Linked DNA regions of Anas platyrhynchos: region 2 is linked to region 1. Evidence: chromatin contacts called from public Hi-C data. All regions are on one chromosome and are shown on one strand. The core of a region is the stretch at or near the end of the contact, and the rest is flanking DNA. Distances in the headings are between cores, read along the strand shown.

Region 1 (3,711 bases), core at 138-2,637:
AGCCTAGGCTCTAGCACCTTTATAGTTTCAAGATACATCAGCCTCTCTATTTAGCTATTTGAATGACATGTAAACACATCAGACATATTTTTCACTTATACTTAAGGTTCTGTTCTGCCATACACAACTTGGACAAAAGTACTTTTTGAAAATACTATGACAACTTTTCAAAACAAAACAAAACAAACACATGCACACACACACACACACAAAAAAAAAAAAAAACCTTTTTGGTTTGTGAAACTTTTTGGACAAGTGGAATTTCTGAAGCTTCTTCAGATCTCAGAGCTTTTCCATGTGGAGGGAAAGCCAATTCCCTCACAAAAAGTAGGTGGTTTCTGCAGTATATTTTCATATGAGAAAATCTGCAGGGCTAAGCTTAGAGAGGAAGTTTATTGCTGCTATGAAAAAAGAGATAACCCCACAGTGTTTCTTGAAGTTGAACTAGCTTTTGTGCTGTTTTTGGTTTGTTGGCTCTTTTTCCTGCACATGACTATTATGTTACTCTTAGTTATTGTGATTGTAAATATAAGGCGCCATAGGCCATAGGCCGTTCAAAGTTTATTTACTGATTGTTCATTGTTTTCAATGAACTGATAAGAGACTTCATGAATGCAAAGTGGTATCAGAAAGACCAGCTTCTCTCTTGTGCTGCCTGGAGCATCGCCTGGTCCAGTCCAAAGACAAGGAGGAGATGTAACAAGTCTTCCTCTACAAAACATGCTCTGCCTGTGGGTGTTGTGTTGTGTGCTGATGTGCTCAGACGCTGCATCTCTCCAGCCCAGTCGTCATCTCGGGTGTGCGTTTTTTTTTTCCTGGTTTTGAAGAGATCTTTCAACCACCTGCCACGAGGTACACGATAACTACATTGAAATTTCCCTACTGTAGGCAGCGGGCTCCATGCCACCTGCCACCTAGGAATTCCACCTCCCTTGTCGAGGTATGCGTGGAGATGTCCGAGGACGGGAAGAAGGAGTACCCTCGGGGCAGGGGACCAAGAGTTTCGGAGGAGCTCTGTGAGCAGCACAGCCCCAGCTGTGGCAGGGGGGCGAGAGCGCTGAGACGGGGGTCGGGGGAGGGCGGGCAACCGACCCCCAGCAACCCTGCGGGAAGGTGCTGCCGTCCCGGAGGCTCCATGAGCACCTCACCAACGGCTCGCCCACCACCTCGAGGGGAAACCACAGCGCCCGCATCCCTCTCCCCCCGCTTCACCCCCGGGGCCCAACTTCTCCGCCCGCCCCCGCGGCGCCCGGCGGGGAGGCAGGCGCCGCCCCGCTGCCGCCGCCCGGTAGGTGCCGGGAGGGAGATGTTCGCTGTCACTTTCCCTCTCCCCCACGCACCGCCCCCTGCCCTCCCTCCATCCCTCCCTCTCTCCCTCCCTCCCTTCCTCGCCCGCCGCCGGCGGTGCCCCGTCCCCCGGCGCCGCGCTGCGCGCTCCCCGCCGGCTGCAGGCAGGGCCGCGCCGCCGCCCGCTTCCCCCCCCAAAAAAGAAAAAAAAAAAAAAAGGGGAAAAAAAAAAATCCTACTCCGGGCATGGCCGGGCGCTGAGGGGCGCCCCCCCGGCTCGGCTCGGCTCTGCCCCGCCGAGGGGGCTCGGCAGGCAGCTCCACTCCAATGGTGCAGAGCGACATGTCCAAATCGCCCCCCAGCCCGGCGCAGGAGGTGCAGATGGAGCTGCTGGACAACCCCCCGCCCGCGGCGGCGGCGCAGGTAGGGCCGGGGGTGGCACGGCTCGGCCGGAGCCCCGGGGCTGCGGAGGCAGCGGGGAGAGCTCGGGGCGCTGCCGTCCAGGCAAGGGGGGTGACTGCCCGGGGGGGTACCGGAGCGCCCGGCCCTTCAACTTGCCCCCCCTCGCTGGCACAACAAAGTTTGACGGCTCTGCTCGGCCGCCCCCCTCCCCTAAAGGGCGCTTGGGTAAGGCGTCCGGCGGGATGCTCGGCGCCGCAGACCCAAGAAGCCTGCGCTTACCCGTTGGTTAGGTGCGTAGGGATGTGCTGCCGCTGGGGTGTTCGCGGTACACGTATAAATCACGGCTGGGGTTCCGCAGGGACCTGTTGTGCCTCTACCTGATGCTCGCCCCGCGCTGCTGCCCCGGCCCCATCGGGTACCCAGGCTGGGAACAGCCTCTGTGGTTGGGGGAAGGATCCCTGCTGCTGGCCCAGCACCACTGCCAGGGGGCCGGGGGTGCTGAGCACGCTGCAAATTTCAGCGGCTTGATTACCGTGCCGAAGGTGGTTGTACAGTCAGCTCGGAGATTTTAACAACTCAGGCCAAGCACACTGCCTTCAGGTGGAGGGGTATGGAGAAGGAGACAGGGAGGGGATGTCAGCGCGCCTGGTGAAGGCTCTATTTTGAAAGGTGGTTCCTGTTTAATATACAAACGTTGCATAATATCTTCGAGTTTGCAATAGTTGGCTACAAAGACTTTCGGTGCTATTTTTAAACCCAGTAAAAGGGTGGTAAAATCTGATTGCGTGCGTTTTAAATTACAAACATGCTTGTTCTCGTTTGGACGGAGTTTTTTCCCTTTTGGGGTGGCAGTTTTATTTGCTGCTGCCAAAGCTATCCCTGATGCTTTATTTTATTTGAAAAGGCAGTCCAGTGTCATCACAGGAGTGCTTGATTGCCACAGGAAAATGCTGTCAGTCTCAAAGGAATCACTGAGTGATCTTTAGGTACTGGGGATTGGTGACAGACGAACAAAATCCAAGCATTGAAACAGAGGCTAGATTAAGCTGAAAAAGTGTCTCTTTGGATGTGAATTTGACTGCAGTCTCCAAGCGCAGAACAGATATTGCAGTAGGGCCATATGCTTTGCCAGCTTCTCCAGAAGTGGTGGCAAGGGAACTAATTTCTGACCTACAAATAGCCCCCTTTTTATATCTTTTCAGCCCTAAGCACAGATTGGTGACTGTGAAATCATATGGTGCCTCGCTACTATGGATACGTGTCAAATACTGATCATAAAATTGGTTTTCACCCCTCCTTTTAACTAGGTATAAAGAACCTCTGTTTAGAGAGGAAGGATAGTTTGTGAACACCTACAGTATTTGTGTTTCAGATAAAGTACTTCTAATTTATAGAATTGGTTTCTGAACACTTACAGCCAAAAAGATCCACTTTTAAAGAGAGTGGTAATGCAGCTTTTTGGCTCAGTGGGTAATTTTCAGGTTTTGGAACCAAAGTCTATCAGGCAAAACAAGAATCACATCTTCTCCATATATACATATTCCAGTTGTACATAAACCTTTGGTGTGGAAGGAATAAGATTATGGAAACAAAAGAGCTTTTTGTCTGAATAATAACGTTCAGTTAATTCCTTAGCACGCACTGCACTGAGACAATTACTTTGATTTGGGTTTTTGCTCCATTAACGTGATTTCCAGAAAATCAATATGGTAAGATCTTGCTGCTTTAGAAAATGCTCACAGTGAGAAGGAGAAGCTTAATGACTGCATGTGAATCATTAAGTAGATTGCCTACAGGTCCTTCAGTTATGCCCACTGCTATCTTTTTCACTGAGGAACATGAGTATCAATCCTAGAAACATTTCATGCCAAGTAAGTAATGCATCTGGAAGAAAAAAAGCATGCAAGCTTACAGAGTGATATCACTCCTAAAAGTGTTCACTCCGAAGTACTACTTCTGGTAATTATGATTTAGCAAAATATAATTAAAGAGCCTTTGTATACTTGTAACAAGCCTCAAAAA
Region 2 (3,780 bases), core at 138-2,637, 57 kb after region 1:
ACTTGGCTACAAGTCTATTATTTTCTTATTTCTGTTTGATTAGAAACTTGACTTTTGTCAGCAAATAATAAAATAATCTTCATTATGTGCAGAAACTCCAGTGACTACTTTTACCTTACTAGATTGTTCTTTGTTTTAAGGAGAAGTGTGTTTTATACAAGCAGTGATATATATATATATATATATATATATATTAATTTAATATAATTTAATTTAATATATATATATTTAAAAAAAAAAAAGAAGTGTTTTCTGGTTTAGGAAGAAAGAAATATGCTGTTTTGCTGAGTAGTCTGAACCTCTTAAAAAATGTGTTTTATGCTGCATTTGAACTCCTCACATCCTTATGTTATGGTTTGCCGACCAGTATAAGAAAATTCTGCAGAAATACTCTAGACAGCTATTTTTTAAGAGTCCAGCAAGTTTTTTTAATCATTCAGGGAATACTTGAAGTAGGCTTTGGAAGATACTGTAACTACTGTAAAAGGAAAGTTTTGTTGGATTTTTATATTTGTATTTTATGTTTATTTTTTACATTGTAGCTTATGTTTACTTTTTTTCATAGCAGAGCAGTACATTCTTAAAAATTTCCAGTCATCTTAATAGCTAAAAAAGCTTGGCAAAATAATTGTAAAACATCATATAATTGTGGTTTTTTTTTTTTTTTTTTTTGTACATTTCTTCTTGAATTAGTAATAATGACAGTTTTAGAGACAAACATTTTTTTCAATAAAATTAAAGAGCTTATGTCCTTTCTTATTATTTATAATGCATAATTAGTAGAGAATTACTTTTCCATTGTTTTCTATACACTGTATGTTAAGTATTATAAGGAATGGAGATTGGCAATTGTTTCTTTAAGCAACAAGGCTACTGCAAGTTAAGTTTGGCTAAAACTTCTGTGGAATTTTACATATTTTGTGTTCATAGAATCAAAGAATGGTGCACATGGGAAGGCACCTTTGGAAATCATCAAGTCCAACCCACTGCTCAGAGCGAACTCAGCTACAGAAGGTGTCTCATAGCCATATCCAATTCGATTTTGTGTATCTGCAAGGACAGAGACTTGCACACCCTCTCTGGGTAACCTATGGCAGTACTTGATCACCATCACAATAAAATAATTTTCTTACATTTAATTTGGATTGCCTGTATTTCAATTTGTACCCATAGTTTCTTGTCCTGTCCATGGACACTACTAAGAAGAGTCTGGCTCCATCTTCTTTACTTCTTTTCTTCAGATACTTATAGACCCGGATCAGATCCTCTGAGCCTTCTCTTTTCCAGTCCAAACAGTCCTACCTCTCTCAGCCTCTCCTTGCATGTCAAATGCCCTTCTTCAATTTAATGGCTTTTGGCTAGACTCACTCTGGTGTGACTCAACCTCTCTTGATGTGTGTGTGTTTTTGTAGGAAAGAAGACTTGCAAGATTGTACCCTGTTGGAGATATGTGGTGAGCTACCTGAGAGAGTATCTGTCTCTTGTCTGCCCTAGAAACCGGACTTTCTAAATGTGCTTAGTAGGTGGTGTGTCTTTTGTTCCTCTGGGTCACCCTCCTGCAGTGCCCTCTGGAAACTGCAAGATGTGGTTAGAGAGCTGCAGCAGTTTAAGTTAAAATCTTTACAGTTTGAGCGAGGGTTAAGGTAGGATTCTGCCAATGTGGTTCTGTCTGTTTATTTTAACCTCTCCTGTGACACAGAAGCTCATAGATTTTATAGATACGTCACTGCAATCAGCAGTTTACTGACATGTTAAGTGACACAGATCTAGGAATGGGAGTGGATGCTACTGGGCAAAAATACATTCCACATCTACTGCGTGTAGCTGGTAACTTTCCAACTGGGCAGTGCAAATTGCTTTGGAATGACTCGTTCTCAGTCTGGTTTATTCTGTTCTCTTTCCTCCTTTCATCCTTCTGAGTGGGATGGTTTTTATTGACTTTCACTTAGGAAAAAAAAAAAAAACAACAACAAAAAACCACACACACAAAACAACTAAATAGTGTCAATACTCAGCATTAGCATTAGTATTAGTTTTTTTCCACTTTACTGTAAAGAATACAAGCAAAACTGCCAAGCACCTAATATCTGCAGTAGTTGGCTCCCCTTTGATGCTCGCACTCCCTCTTCTCTCGTCTCTTGGTGCGGTGATGCTGTAGCCCCAGTGACTATTAAAGACTTTGAGCTGGGTACAAGAAGAGGATGTGGTTTGCACTTGACATACTGCTGGTACACAAACACACAGTAAGCCCAGTAAGATTATCATTTTATGAGTGGGTAAATTGCTTAGTACTGTTGTTCACCGTACTCATGCCTTGGAGCTAGCCAAATTTGTCCTGGAAAAAAAAAATAAATTAATAAAATAAAAACACCCCAAAAAACTCAGGATCCTCTGGATCCTCAGGATACTGCTTGGGCACTTCTTGCTACTGGCCCATGAATTTATTGGAAATGAGAGTATATATTATAATATTGAGAACAGATATTTGGAAAGTGATTGTTTAGTAGATCTATGACGATTGAGGGACTAGAAATCTTTTCTTTCACATGTTCCTGAAAGTCAGATGGGGTTTGGTCTGCAGTATATTTGCAGTGAGTTTATGAACGTGAGTCAACAGACAGATTTGCAGAAATAAAGGAGAAAAAATAAGAATATCAAGAAAAGGTTAAAGAAAATGAAGAACTGCAAGAAAAGGTTAAAAAACTGTCTGTCTTTCTAAAATATTTGCTAGAATTTAACCATATGGAGGAAAAGCATGCTTATGTTTCTCCTCGAGAGACATAAGGGGTGTTATGTCCTCTACCATCAAAAGACAGCATTAAAAGAGAATCATCATGCCTGGTGTCAAGACACAAGACAGCATATGTGTTCATAGGTATTCTTTTCTAAACTTAAAATTTTTATTCAATATTTTCATTGTTTCCTAGTGCGGTAATTTCTCCATGTGTTTCAAAAATATTAGCTAAAAACATTTTGCTTTCAGTATTTTGAGACTTTTTTTGAGATAAATGAAGTAGTTAAATAATATTTATAGATAATCTCATAAAAATAAGTGTATGATTATTGACTTTTTATTATTTCACACAGGTTTTACTTTCTGGGGCATTTTATTTGAAACACTCTGTAATCAACTATAAAGATGCAAAGTCTAGTTTCAAGTCGCTTAGTTACTGGTAATTGTTCTTTGGTCAACTTTGCCACCTAGTGGCTGTAATTAAACAGAACATTTCTTCGATTTCTTCGATTAAAAAAAAAAAAGTAATATAGCACGGTACTGCTATATTTTTTCCTTTGCATTGAATTTTCTGTCACTTGTGTATTTGCATAACTTTCTGATGCATCTGAAACAGCTCAAAATATTTCTGTGATAATCAACACTTTTTTTCGAATACTTTTAAAAGCTTAGTAAATGAGTGACTGCAAGTATAGAGAAGTTCAACACTATACAATTTTTTATTTTATTTTATTTTACTTTTTAAGGAAGGAAACTTGTCATAATAGTATCAAAAGAAAAATTCTGAGCCCATTTAAAATCCCACATGAGAAAGACAATTTTAGGTCTACTTTTATATCTACTACAGAATGTTTTTCCTCTAATACCCTTGAAAGATATGTAAAATATATCATCCTTTTTCAGAGACAGCCCCTAAAAAGTAGAGAAAGGAAAAACCTGTGTCAGTAATGCTTTTGCTTCAGTATGCTATAAAGATATCCTTGGAGGCTGGTACATCCATGAATGGAGGAATAAAGACTATAAATATTGTTTTTTTTCTCCCCTTC

Evidence for each region. Hi-C and Micro-C count contacts between places; a contact is called where the count stands out from the background.
Region 2: a contact with region 1 is called in a Hi-C map of liver, with 6 times the contacts expected there. The contact joins the enhancer-like site here to the promoter of CACNB2 in region 1. A contact is called at or near these places in 3 of 8 Hi-C or Micro-C datasets (F5 follicle, liver and skeletal muscle).

Annotation. Positions count from the first base shown.
Region 1 is chr2:138,855,442-138,859,152 of IASCAAS_PekinDuck_T2T, forward strand. It overlaps CACNB2 (calcium voltage-gated channel auxiliary subunit beta 2), which reads left to right and starts at 1,388. Exons shown (of 14, transcript XM_027450666.3): 1 at 1,388-1,710. The coding sequence starts at 1,615.
Region 2 is chr2:138,912,699-138,916,478 of IASCAAS_PekinDuck_T2T, forward strand. The region is part of intron 2 of CACNB2 (calcium voltage-gated channel auxiliary subunit beta 2); the gene reads left to right. Among named protein-coding and RNA genes, the nearest start is that of CACNB2, 58 kb to the left of the region's middle. Within about 2 kb of position 1,388, at least 3 of the 8 cell types and tissues checked have an H3K27ac peak or open chromatin away from gene starts, as enhancers often do.